Regions from separate parts of the Mus musculus genome. Here regions 1, 2 and 3 are each linked to region 4. A link is a contact called in public promoter capture Hi-C data. All regions are on one chromosome and are shown on one strand. Each heading gives the region's core, a stretch centred on a gene start, on an enhancer-like site or on the middle of the called end of the contact. The rest is flanking DNA. Distances are from core to core; before and after follow the strand shown.

Region 1 (2,711 bases), core at 16-2,515, 290 kb before region 4:
TGTTGCCTGTTTACTGAAGGGCAGGGATTGGAGGTGCAGTGAACTGTTTGTCCCTTCTGCTTAGCCCTCCAGAGCTGAGTAATAAGGAGGTCAGATGTGGGCACAGTCTTGGAGAGCTTGAAGAGGCCCTTTCTGAGTGGCTGGCTACCCATTCTTGCTTCCCTGAATTCAGATGTTCCTTTCCCTACCTCTACCCTGGAGGCCACCTAGAACACAGGATAATTTCAAGGCAGAAGCATCTAGACTTCAGGACTGGCTTGACCAAGGCCTTCCCTCCAGGATGGGTGGGTGAACTGGGCTGGTGCAGCACAGGGGAAAGGCATTCCACAAGCAGCTTGGCTAGCCTCACTTAGCTGAGATTGCTCCTAGGACTTTGCCTTCCCTCCGGTCCAGGTGTTTGAGGCGTGATAGTGAAGTGGTGGTGGTGGTGGTGGTGGTGGTGCTGATGCTGTTGGTGGTGTTGGGAAGGTTCTCTTGACTTTCCCGCCCAGCTTCCAGCCCATGGCCCCACTCTGGCTTTGGAATCAGTAATCACAGTGTCTCCTCTGCATGTCCTTCAGAGGGGTGACTCACCAACTCCTCCCTCGTCCCCCTTTCCGCCCTCAGAGGTGTCATCTCACCCCAGACAGAGCCATCCACCTCCTCCCTGTATCCACTCCTGGGGCTCCTATTACCATGGCAACGGGCCGAACTAATTGCAACCCTCATCCCTACTGAAGTTCAGCCTGCTTTGCTGGCACCCCACCTCCACCCTGGGCAGGAGGGGAGGGAGGCCATGGGGGTTGGGCTGGGGTCCCCTTGCTGCACTGCTGTAACTCTAACAACTTTAGCTCCACGTTTACTCCCCAGTCCTATATTTAACTCTTCCCACCATCCCCATTTTTCCCAGGGTTAAATTTTGGTCTCGGAACAGTGATAGAACTCAAGGCTTGGTACTTGCCTTCTTGCATCGGCTTTAACTTTAGTTTGAAGCGGAACCGGAAGGTCCCGTCTTAGGACCTTCCAAAACATTTCTAAAGGGACCAACATTTCCACCCTGCCCCCACACCTCTGCCTTTGTTACACCGTCCCCTGCCTGAGTCCCGTCTTAAACCTCTGTTTCTTCTCCTGCTCTCTTCCGTCTCGCTGCTTGCCCCCCAACTCCCGGTGTACTCCTGTGCTCGCCCCTGCCCCCCGCGCCGGGCCGGAGTTGAGGAGTGTGTGTTCTCTCTCCCCTGTGCCCCGCCTCCCTCCCCTCCCGCCGACCAGGAGAGGGCGGAGCTGGCCGCGGGACGGAGGCACCTGGAGGCCCGCCAGGCGCTCTACGCCGAGCTCCAGACGCAGCTCGATAACTGCCCCGAGTCAGTGCGGGAACAGTTACAGGAGCAGCTGAGAAGGGTCAGTTCCACCAGCCCCCTCCCCGGCCCCCGTGGGCCACCGCCCTGACCGAAGATAGGAGAGCGGTGGGACAGGACCACCTGGCCCCTGCAGTACTTGCCGGACAACAGGGTCGGTGCAGAGGCTTGGAAGGGGACCAGCAATGTTGGGTGGGATCAGTGCTCCAGATCGCGATGTCCCGCGAAAAGGGCTCAGCCAAAAAAGTAGAGGGAGTTGGGCGGTGGGGCCGGTTCCTTCCCCAGTTTCCCCGGGTCCAGCCCCACCTAACTCCTGACTTTGTGGCCTGGCCTTCCTGGCCCAGAGTGGCTTTGAGAGCATCCCCACACCCAAACACGATGTCACTGTCGTTGAAGGAGGCAGACGCTCTAGAGACTGAGACAAAGCTCTTTGAGGACCTGGAGTTCCAGCAGCTGGAGCGTGAGAGTCGCGTGGAGGAGGAGCGGGAGCTGGCCGGCCAAGGGCTGCTGCGGAGCAAGGCTGAGTTGCTGCGCAGTGTGAGCAAGAGGAAGGTGCGCACTGCTCACTCCTGCATAGCCTGAGTGCAGGATGGAGGCTAGTAACCAGGGGTTGAGTCACATTCTGTGAACGACACAAAAGACATCTTTTTGTGTCTCCGTTACTTAATGACTGTCAGTAAGAATGAGAACTATAGGGCTGGTGTGGAATTAATGTGGAAAGGCAGAAGAGCGGATGATGATGGCTCAGCAAGGAGAGTTAGTTTTACTAAACCCTGGCTCTCCGAAGTCTCTCAAGGGAAAGTGTAATTGCTCACACTGAGAGCTCTCAGTAGTGTGTCCAGGAAAAGAGTGTGGAGGAGGAGTCTGCAGCTGAGGTGCCTTGCTACTGCCCTTGAATGTCTTCTTATGGTGTTGGAGATCTAGCCCAGAGCCTTCTGAATGCTAAGCACATATCTGCCATTCAGCTATATCTCTGTCATTCCGCTTCATCTCTGTCCATGCCCTTCTAGAGCTGTTGGAGGTTCTGGGATACACTCAGAGACCTAAGATCTGGAGGCTAGCCTTGCTAGGAAGTTATCCACCTGGGTTCCTGCTTTGGTCCCACTCGGTCTATCTGCAAAGAGAGAAGATGGAGCATTGTCCCTGATCAGCTCAGATTTGCTAAAGCTGTAGTCTCAGCCACACCAAGCATAGACAGTGACAGAGGATGGGCCATGTGTTAGCATCGAGAAGCAGGAAAGGGTTAGGGGCGTGGCTTAGGTGATGCCAGAGTCTATGGCTAACACCAAGGCCCATATAACATGCAGTTTCCTGGCTTCAGTGTATGTGGAAGATAAGGACAGCGAAGTCTGGGCCGTAGGGTTCAAATGGAAGATG
Region 2 (2,805 bases), core at 74-2,573, 430 kb after region 4:
ATATATAATGTTATCTATACATCTAATATACATATATATAGATATATTAGATATACATATATGTGTATATATGTATATTCCATATACATATATATGGAATTACATGGAATTTATTAGTTTATATGGAATTTATTAGCATGCCTTGAGGCTGTGGTCCAGCTTGTCCAACAATGGCTGCCTACCAACAGATATCCAAGAACTCTAACACCAGTGAAGGAGAACACTTGCCTGTGAGCGTTTGAACAGGCAGGCAAAGAGCAAAAGCGTCCCTTTTCCATGCCTTTTGTATAGGCTGCCAATGGAAGGTGTGGCCCAGATTTTAGGGTGGGTTTTCTGACCTCAAATGATCTGGACTTAGGGTGGGCCTTCCGACCTCAAATGATCTAATGATTCAATCAAGAAAAAATCCCTCACAGATGTACCCAGCCACTTGGGCTTTAGTTAATTCCAGATGTAATCAAGTTGACAACCAAGAATAGCCACCACAGGGATCTACCTCAGTAGTAGGGCAGCGACCTAGATGTGCAGGACCCTGGTTATATCCCTAAGACTCCGGGAACAGAACCAGGAGAGGGCAGTGGATGGATTGGCTAAAGGGCAGGAGGAAGTTCAAGGCCATTTGGGAATTAAGGCTAAGCTGTAACCATGGCTATGGCTCAGGGGGAAGAGAAGAGTCATGGGAGGGAATCTGTCCAAGTTTTTCCATCTGCAAAATGGGTAATGGCTATAGACGCTTGTCTTAGAGATGACAAAGTGTATTTAACAATATTGCTGTGTCACTGATGTAACAAGGGCAGTTCCACAGGGCTTGTCCCCCTGCTTTACATTGGCTTATTAACAGCTCTTTCAAAGATGTGACCACATTACTAATTGCATCCTGAAGCCACATGGTTCTGTGAACGCAGCCCTGGGTGGCATTGTTTTTAGCCCTGTAGACTGCTGCTGAACATGGGGTCAGACTTGTGTGGGGCATGCTTTGAACCCAAGGATTCATCAAGAAGAAACCAAAGCCTGCTCTAGGCTCAGTGCATGTCTCAGACCCCAGACCTGCGTGTTGTTCCCCCCTTTCAAGCAAACGCAGGGGCCATGCCTGGTATGCCCAGCTTCAGACGGTAATAATGAGCTAGGCTAGGGACAGGTAATGTGGAGTCCAAGAACTAGATTGAGGACATCCTGGGGCAAGGAAAGGACACTCTCCAGCTTAGAGTGTGGAGGTTCTTGGTCCTTAGCCTCCTACAGACTTGCCAAAACCAGGGAGTCTGATTTGACCATTCTGAACCACCAGGCTTGTGAGCTTTCTTGGAGCAATGGTGCCCTCTTGTGGTCTTCTTTGCAATTGCAGACAGTGAATGTGACAGCTCAGTGCTGCGGGAGAGTCTACCCCACCATTTCCAGGGTGACAGTCCAGTCTGTTTTTTATACTTGGATGTCCTGGTGCTGTCTTTGGTTGCCTTGGTATGTCCTTGTTCCTCGTTTGTGTCATCTTTGTCCCTGGCATGTCTGTCTCCTACTGGTGTGGGCTGTCTGTCAAATATCTCTTCCCATCAGCCTCTGTCCCGCTGCCAAATTCTTTCCTGCTGTCTCTGGCTCTCCCTACCCTGCTCTCTGGTGTCTGTGTCCCTAAGCTGGGGTCATGTCTGTTCCCCTCCAGTTGGAACTGGTTTTTGAGAATGCAGGCTTAGCTGCTCTCTCCAGAATGAGTCAGGAGCTCCTGGAGGGACGAGGGCTCAATTCCCAGCTCTTGCTGACCTCAGAGAGGGTGCACAAGGGCAGAGGAACTGGCTCAGCCGGGGACTGGGACAAGAGATTTTCCAAATCATGTTTATGGGGTGGGTGGAGACATCAGGAGTCATGGGAGAGGAATGAGCAAACTAGATGTGGCCTGCCTGGCACTGTGCCTGTCCCCCTCCTCCTCTGGGGAGGGCCCAGCATGTGCTACCCACTGCGAGGGGTTGAGCACGGCTGCTTGAGTTGAGCTCCCTATCTACTTAATTGTCATCTGGGTCTGCTGTGCCTCAGGGCCTTTGCACAAACCCCTTTCTGACAGTTTCTATCTGATGCTTTACCTTTGAAATCATCTCTTCTGTGAAGCCTTTCCTGATTTACAGTATCTGAGATGAGCAGTGCTGTACACCTGGCTAATAGCTCTTCTTCCCTACTGTGTGTCAAATGCTGTATTATCAAAGTCTGTCCCTTCTTGGCCCTCAATAAATACTTCTAAGAGGATGTCCTAGAGTCTCTCCTAGTCCTACCAGAGGTTACCCCTTCCTGACTCCTCCTTTCCCTCTCTGCATATATATATGTGTGTGTGTATGTACATTTTTGTATATATGTACATATATGTATATCTAAATATATGTATATTTGCACATATACACATATACATATATGTATTGTATATATTTGCACATATATGTATATATGTACATGAACATGCATTAATGCATATGTACACAGGGTGGATGATGCTTTTACAGCTGTGGCATCTGGTCCACGAGCTGCTCATTTGCATCATGTAATAAGGCTTATGTCTAAGTTCATTACAACTGTATTAGGAGGGAAAATTCAGTTCTTCAGTCCCAATAGACACACTTCAGATGCTCAGCATCCATGTGGGCTAGAGATGGTGGGGCCCAGGGGACAGCACAGACACAGAACACTGGTGTCACCCCAGGAAGTTCCATTAGTCAGCACTGTCAAAGAACAAGCTTTGGAAAACATCCTACTCCTGGATTCTTTCCCACTGTGACGAGAAGGAGGAGGAGGAGGAGGAGGAGGAAGAAAAAGAGGAGGAGGAGATCTCCA
Region 3 (2,851 bases), core at 130-2,629, 310 kb after region 4:
AATCCTTCACAGACAAATTTACAGACCAAACCCACCTGGGCAATCCCTTAAATTGAGGTTTCTCTCACATGATTCCAGGCTGTGCCAAGTTGACAATTAAGGCTAACAAGTATGATAGTCACCCGAGAGACCTCCGGGTAAGTAGAAAACACTGGAGCTCTTGATGTATGGGTTACAGATGGCCTACATGTTGATAGGGGTCAAGGTAGAAAGCAGAGCTCCTTCATTCTGTGGCTCCTTTTCTCAATGACAACAGATCTCCTTTAACAATCTTTTTCACTTTGTGAATAGCTTGAGATAAGACGATAATCTTAAAAAGGGTTGTATTTCCAAGGCATGTTAAGTGCTTAATAAATGATAAAAAATAAATGATGAGCCGGACATGGTGGTGCATGCCTTTGGGAGGCAGAGGCAGGCGGATTTCTGAGTTCGAGGCCAGCCTGGTCTACAGAGTGAGTTCCAGGCCAGCTAGGGCTACACAGAGAAACCCTGTCTCGAAAACCCAAAAATAAATAAATAAATAAATAAATAAATAATGAATGAATGAATGAATGAGATGAGGCGGGGGTCCCAGCGTACGCGGAGGAGGTACTATCTCAGAGCCTAGCCCAGAGCTCCAAGAATGCACGCAGGATCGGGAGCAGGTGGAGTTGGGGCCACAACACTTAAAGGCAGCCTCATTAAAGTGTGGCTCTGGCTCTTTAAGGGGCGGAGCGGGACAGGGAGGGAAAATTATACCGACATGCTAACGGACCTATCACCACTTCAAAGAGGAGGGGGCGCTTTATAAACACATTTCCACCCCTCTCATTGGAAACTGTCTTTGGGCGCCATTCAAAACCACCAATGGTTTGTCGACATTTCTGCCCATTGCCCCTCACTGATTGGCCACAGGCTATAGTCCCGCCCCCTGCTTGCCACGTCCCTTCGCAAACAAGATGGCGGCGCCCAGTGGAGTCGAGGCCGCGCTCGGGATTTGCCGAGGCTGACTTTCCGTCCCGCTCTCCCTTTGGGTGCCACTCGCCGCGAGCGGGAGGACAGGGGCCGGGCGGGGACAGGGGCACTTGCGTGGCTGGACCGCGAGCCCGCGCCCAGCCTGCGCCGCCCCCACCCGGCCCCGACCCGGCCCTTCCCGACTCCGTCCCATCCTTGCGGGTCTCCTCCCGGTCTGACCCGTGGCCCTGTCGTGTTTACCGCTCCAGGCTCCTAACGCTGAGGTGCTTCCTCCGGTCCAGGCTCGCTGTCACTTTAGAGATGTTTCACCTCTTCGCTCCCGAACATTCCGCCTTCCAAGCCGGGACGCCGTTCCCTTCTGTAAAAGTCTTCCCTGAAGCCCACTTCTGTAGCCCTTGCTTCTTCCTTGGTTAGACGTTCGCATCCCTTCCAAATTCACTCCGATCTCGCCACAATAGTGGCAACCTTGACACCGCCTTCCCTGAGGAGCCAGCCTTCCTTTTGTCCTGAACTTCGCAGCCCTATCATGGAGGCTGTCTACCTGGTGGTGAATGGGGTGGGCCTGGTGCTGGACTTGCTGACCTTGATGTTGGATCTCAACTTCCTGCTCGTGTCCTCCCTCCTGGCTACCCTGGCCTGGCTTTTGGCCTTCATCTACAATCTGCCACACACGGTACTTACCAGTCTTCTGCACTTGGGTCGAGGATTCCTGCTTTCTTTGCTGGCCTTAGTTGAAGCTGTGGTCCGATTTACCTTCGGGGGACTGCAGGCCTTGGGGACGCTCCTCTATAGCTGCTACTCTGGCTTGGAGAGCTTAAAGCTACTGGGGCACTTGGCCTCCCACGGAGCTCTGAGGAGCCGGGAATTCCTGAATCGGGGCATCCTGAACATGGTCTCCAATGGCCATGCTTTGCTGCGCCAGGCCTGTGACATATGTGCTATTGCCATGAGCCTGGTGGCCTATGTGATCAACAGTCTAGTCAACATCTGCCTCATCAGCACTCAGAACTTCTTCTCCCTGGTGCTGGCCCTGTGGGATGCTGTAACGGGGCCTCTTTGGAGGATGACAGACGTGGTGGCTGCTTTCCTCGCTCACATCTCCAGCAGTGCAGTGGCTATGGCCATTCTCCTGTGGACCCCCTGCCAGCTAGCACTGGAGCTGTTGGCCTCAGCCGCCCGCCTGCTGGCCAGCTGTGTGGTTTTCCATCTCACTGGATTGGTGTTGCTGGCTTGCGTGCTGGCAGTGATTTTGATTGTGTTGCACCCAGAACAAACCCTGAGGCTGGCCACTCAAGCTCTCAGTCAGCTTCATGCCCGCCCATCTTACCACCGGCTTTGGGAGGATATCGTACGGCTGACTCGCCTTCCACTAGGTCTGGAGGCTTGGCGCAGAGTCTGGAGCCGCAGCCTACAACTGGCCAGCTGGCCAAATCGGGGAGGAGCACCAGGAGCCCCCCAAGGTGGCCCCAGGAGGGTGTTCTCAGCCAGGATCCAGCCACAGGACACTCCTCCTGAAGCAGAAGAGGAGGTCATCAGAACTGCACCAGCTAGAGGCCGAGAGCAACTCAACGAGGACGAGCCTGCCGCTGGGCAGGACCCATGGAAGCTGTTGAAGGAGCAAGAAGAGCGGAAGAAGTGTGTTATCTGCCAGGACCAGAGCAAAACGGTGCTGCTTCTGCCCTGCCGGCACCTGTGCCTGTGCCAGGCTTGCACTGAGATCCTCATGCGCCACCCTGTTTACCATCGCAACTGCCCGCTCTGCCGCCGCAGCATCCTGCAAACCCTCAATGTCTACCTCTGAGGACTCCCTCCCTGCCTGCTCATCCTCTGCGCTCCACACACCGGGACAGCATCAACACTTTGCCTCTGGGTTCTGGCCTGAGTCTTCTTTGCCCCC
Region 4 (3,017 bases), core at 9-2,508:
ACCACATACGAGGCAAGCATAATATAGAATGGGATTGGCGGGGCACTTTCCAGGGTAGTTTTTGATTGGTGGGATTTTATGGTCTGATCTTGGGCAAACTCCTGGATTGGTGGAATTTTGTGACCTGCTCTAGGAGCAAGCTCAGTGATTGGTGGAATTCTGTGGCATGTTTTTAGGGTAAACTCAGTGATTGGTGGAATTCTATAGTCTGATTTTTTTGGGACAAACTCAGGGATTGGTAGGATTTTGAAGCCTAATACAGGATTTTTTTTTCCTTCCTGCCGGGTGGGGCTTGACTACCTGTATATGCAGGCGCTGGAAACCTGGCCACTCAAGGAACTTAATTGTAAAGATGCTGGGTTTTGTTTCACACAAGCCAAGTTCAGGTGGGAAATGAGCATTTGGTAGAGGAGACTGGCAGGAAAATACTATCAAGTAAGCTTAATTGCAGAGACCTTGGGAGCAGACTGCTTTGAGCAACTTTGGAACAAATGGGGAAAAACATATTGGGTCTGACCTGGGCGGCGTATGACATTATTCTTGTAATGGCGATAGAGCATGATTCACTGTAACCATTCAAGTTTTCAGAATTAGATTTCCCAGCCAATGCTCGGAGAAATGACTTACAGAGAATATTCTTGTGCAGAACACCTTTGAAAATTAAGAATATCACAGTCTGCCGGGCAGTGGTGGCACACGCCTTTAACCCCAGCACTTGGGAGGCAGAGCCAGGCGGATTTCTGATTTCGAGGCCAGACTGGTCTACAAAGTGAGCTCCAGGACCCTTCCTCGAAAAACCAAAAAAAAAAAAAGAATATCACAGTGACTTAGACCCCTGCAGGTCTCAGGGAAGCTGGAGGGGCTGCTTAATACACCTCTCTAGCTTTCCTCAGAGGTCCTCATTTCTTCAGGAGTAGATTTTTTTTTTCCCATGTGTAAAATGCCAATAATCTCACACCACAAAGCATCGACGTGAGGATTCGGTGAGGTCATTAGCACAAAGCACGGGGTCACAGTGTGCGCCCTGAAATTACCAGTTCTGCGTTGTTACGCTAAACTGGGTCTTTGTCAACGCCTGAAAGTGTGCGATCTGAGGTCCTAACTGGCGTGCATTCTTTCTCGTTCTTTCACAAGCTGCCGGGTTTTCTGCGGGTGCGTGGGAGGTGGGGGCCCGGAGTGAATATTCCGCGCAGCCGCAGAACGGATTGCAATAGCGCCTACTGCCTCTAGGGGAACCGGGAGCTCCTAGGTCGCCCCGCCCCGTCCGGCCCGGAAGGGTCAGGGGTCAGTGGGTGGTGACGAGCCGCCGCTGTGTGGGTGTTCCCGGGTCCTGGGTCTATGGCGCCACCGCAGCGATGTCCTCTGTGTCGGCAAACTTTCTTCTGTGGTCGCGGTCACGTCTACAGCCACAAGCACCAGCGGCAGTTGAAGGGGGCTCTGGAGCGGCTTCTACCGCAGGTGCGGACCCGGGGCTGGGGAGGCCAGGAATGTGGGCTGGTTTCAGGGTCCTAGCTGGCTTCTGTCCTGCAGGTGGAGGCCGCCCGCCGGGCCGTCCGCGCCGCCCAGGTGGAGCGCTATGTCCCCGAGCACGATCGGTGCTGTTGGTGCCCGTGCTGTGGCTGCGAAGTGCGAAAACACCTGAGCCATGGCAACCTGACAGTGCTACACGGGGGTCTGCTGGAACATCTGGCCAGGTGACAACTGGAAAACACCCACCTCCCCCGTACAGACAGAGAGTTGTACACACGTGTGGCATGGGAAGTTGAAATTGGGGAGAAGGAAGGTCGACTTTGTGACTTAGTTGGGTTATGGACTGAACTACCTGGCCAACCGTGGAGTTTAGTGGATCTTAGCCCTTCCACGGTCCCAGTGGTGTGGGTGATCTTTCTAGAAAAGCCAGGTTGCTCTCCTCTCACCACCACCACACACTTTATTGGAAGAAAGGAGTCCCAAGATAGAGGTCTTGAAGAGGTTGGTATAAACAATCCTCTTCTCTCTGCCAAGCCCACAGAAGCAACCCAATGGCCAATCTGCATTACTTACCTAGTGCTCTGACATTCGGTACAGTTTTACTCTCTTAATGACTAGCTACGATTACTCTTTCTCTCCATTCTCAGCCCAGAGCACAAGAAAGCCACCAACAAATTCTGGTGGGAGAACAAGGCCAATGCCCAGATGAAAGAGAAGTTTCTGATCTCCCCCCAGGATTATGCACGGTGAGTTACGTGTTCGTGAGTTATCCAGGTCTTTGTCAGGCACAAGAGCTTCTTTTTTTTTTTTTTAAAGTGGTTTTTTTTATGCCATTCTTTTTTTTTTTTTTTTTTTTTTTTAGATTTATTTATTTATTTATTTATTATATGTAAGTACACTGTAGCTGTCTTCAGACACTCCAGAAGAGGGAGTCAGATCTCGTTACGGATGGTTGTGAGCCAACATGTGGTTGCTGGGATTTGAACTCCGGACCTTCGGAAGAGCAGTCGGGTGAGCCATCTCACCAGCCCCACGAGAGCTTCTTTAAATTGGGGAGTTCTGAGGGAGTGTGATGGTCCACATATGTAACCCCAGGACTAGGGAAGCAAAGAATGGATCCTTGAGCAGCCAAAGCCAGTTGAGGCTACAGACAGAACCTTATCTCAAAACAAGAACTAATTGGGGAAACTCAACTCCAGTGTGTTGGTGACCATTTATAGCTCTAGTACCCAGCTGAACCAGGTTAAGGTCCAGGCCAGCACATGTGGTTATGTTTCAGAACACCAAAAATAAGTAAATGTATTGCAAAGTCCAGCAGGGATTTCCTTATAATCTACTGCTATCTAGTGTTTTCATGGTACTTTTTATCAATATACCCTCCAACTTCTGTAGTGAACAGAGCACACTAAAGATGTGATGGCTGGGTTATGGCGCTGTAGGCCTCTAGTCCCAGGTGTTTAGAAGGCTGAGGCAGGAGGACTGCTAGGCTCAGAGGTCAAGAGGGCGTATGATCCTGCATAACTGGAGTCACAGAATGTTGTGAGTGT

The links. Promoter capture Hi-C pulls out the DNA fragments that hold promoters and counts their contacts.
Region 1: a promoter capture Hi-C map of liver shows a contact between it and region 4, with 3 times the contacts expected there. The contact joins the enhancer-like site here to the promoter of Ccdc84 in region 4. A contact is called at or near these places in 12 of 39 promoter capture datasets (the 3T3-L1 cell line, 3T3-L1-derived adipocytes, the HPC-7 cell line and 7 more), 1 of 484 Hi-C or Micro-C datasets (bone marrow-derived macrophages), 11 of 115 datasets of contacts at active chromatin or transcription factors (bone marrow-derived macrophages, effector CD8 T cells, embryonic basal ganglia and 7 more) and 5 of 9 other capture datasets (adipose tissue, embryonic stem cells, liver and 2 more).
Region 2: a promoter capture Hi-C map of hippocampal neurons shows a contact between it and region 4, with 2.8 times the contacts expected there. The contact joins the enhancer-like site here to the promoter of Ccdc84 in region 4. A contact is called at or near these places in 5 of 39 promoter capture datasets (the 3T3-L1 cell line, hippocampal neurons, liver and 2 more) and 3 of 115 datasets of contacts at active chromatin or transcription factors (T-cell acute lymphoblastic leukemia, embryonic stem cells and stem cell-derived neural progenitor cells).
Region 3: a contact with region 4 is called in a promoter capture Hi-C map of hematopoietic stem and progenitor cells, with 2.4 times the contacts expected there. The contact joins the promoter of Rnf26 here to the promoter of Ccdc84 in region 4. A contact is called at or near these places in 8 of 39 promoter capture datasets (the C10 cell line, the HPC-7 cell line, HPC-7-derived erythroid cells and 6 more), 1 of 484 Hi-C or Micro-C datasets (B cells), 8 of 115 datasets of contacts at active chromatin or transcription factors (bone marrow-derived macrophages, craniofacial prominence, embryonic stem cells and 2 more) and 4 of 9 other capture datasets (adipose tissue, embryonic stem cells, liver and 1 more).

Annotation. Positions count from the first base shown.
Region 1 is chr9:44,707,060-44,709,770 of GRCm38.p6, reverse strand. Phldb1 (pleckstrin homology like domain, family B, member 1) reads left to right here. Exons shown (of 22, transcript NM_153537.4): 10 at 1,731-1,886. Among named protein-coding and RNA genes, the nearest start is that of Phldb1, 27 kb to the left of the region's middle. Within about 2 kb of position 1,265, at least 128 of the 459 cell types and tissues checked have an H3K27ac peak or open chromatin away from gene starts, as enhancers often do. A contact at or near this core is called in adipose tissue, embryonic forebrain, embryonic stem cells and 4 more, where this site is marked.
Region 2 is chr9:43,983,334-43,986,138 of GRCm38.p6, reverse strand. No RefSeq gene overlaps it. Among named protein-coding and RNA genes, the nearest start is that of Gm30373, 11 kb to the right of the region's middle. Within about 2 kb of position 1,323, at least 49 of the 459 cell types and tissues checked have an H3K27ac peak or open chromatin away from gene starts, as enhancers often do. A contact at or near this core is called in hippocampal neurons, where this site is marked.
Region 3 is chr9:44,111,579-44,114,429 of GRCm38.p6, reverse strand. It overlaps Rnf26 (ring finger protein 26), which reads left to right and starts at 1,379. Exons shown (of 1, transcript NM_153762.3): 1 at 1,379-2,851. The coding sequence starts at 1,481. The coding sequence ends at 2,755.
Region 4 is chr9:44,416,310-44,419,326 of GRCm38.p6, reverse strand. Ccdc84 (coiled-coil domain containing 84) reads left to right here and starts at 1,258. Exons shown (of 11, transcript NM_201372.4): 1 at 1,258-1,458; 2 at 1,531-1,694; 3 at 2,118-2,216. The coding sequence starts at 1,339.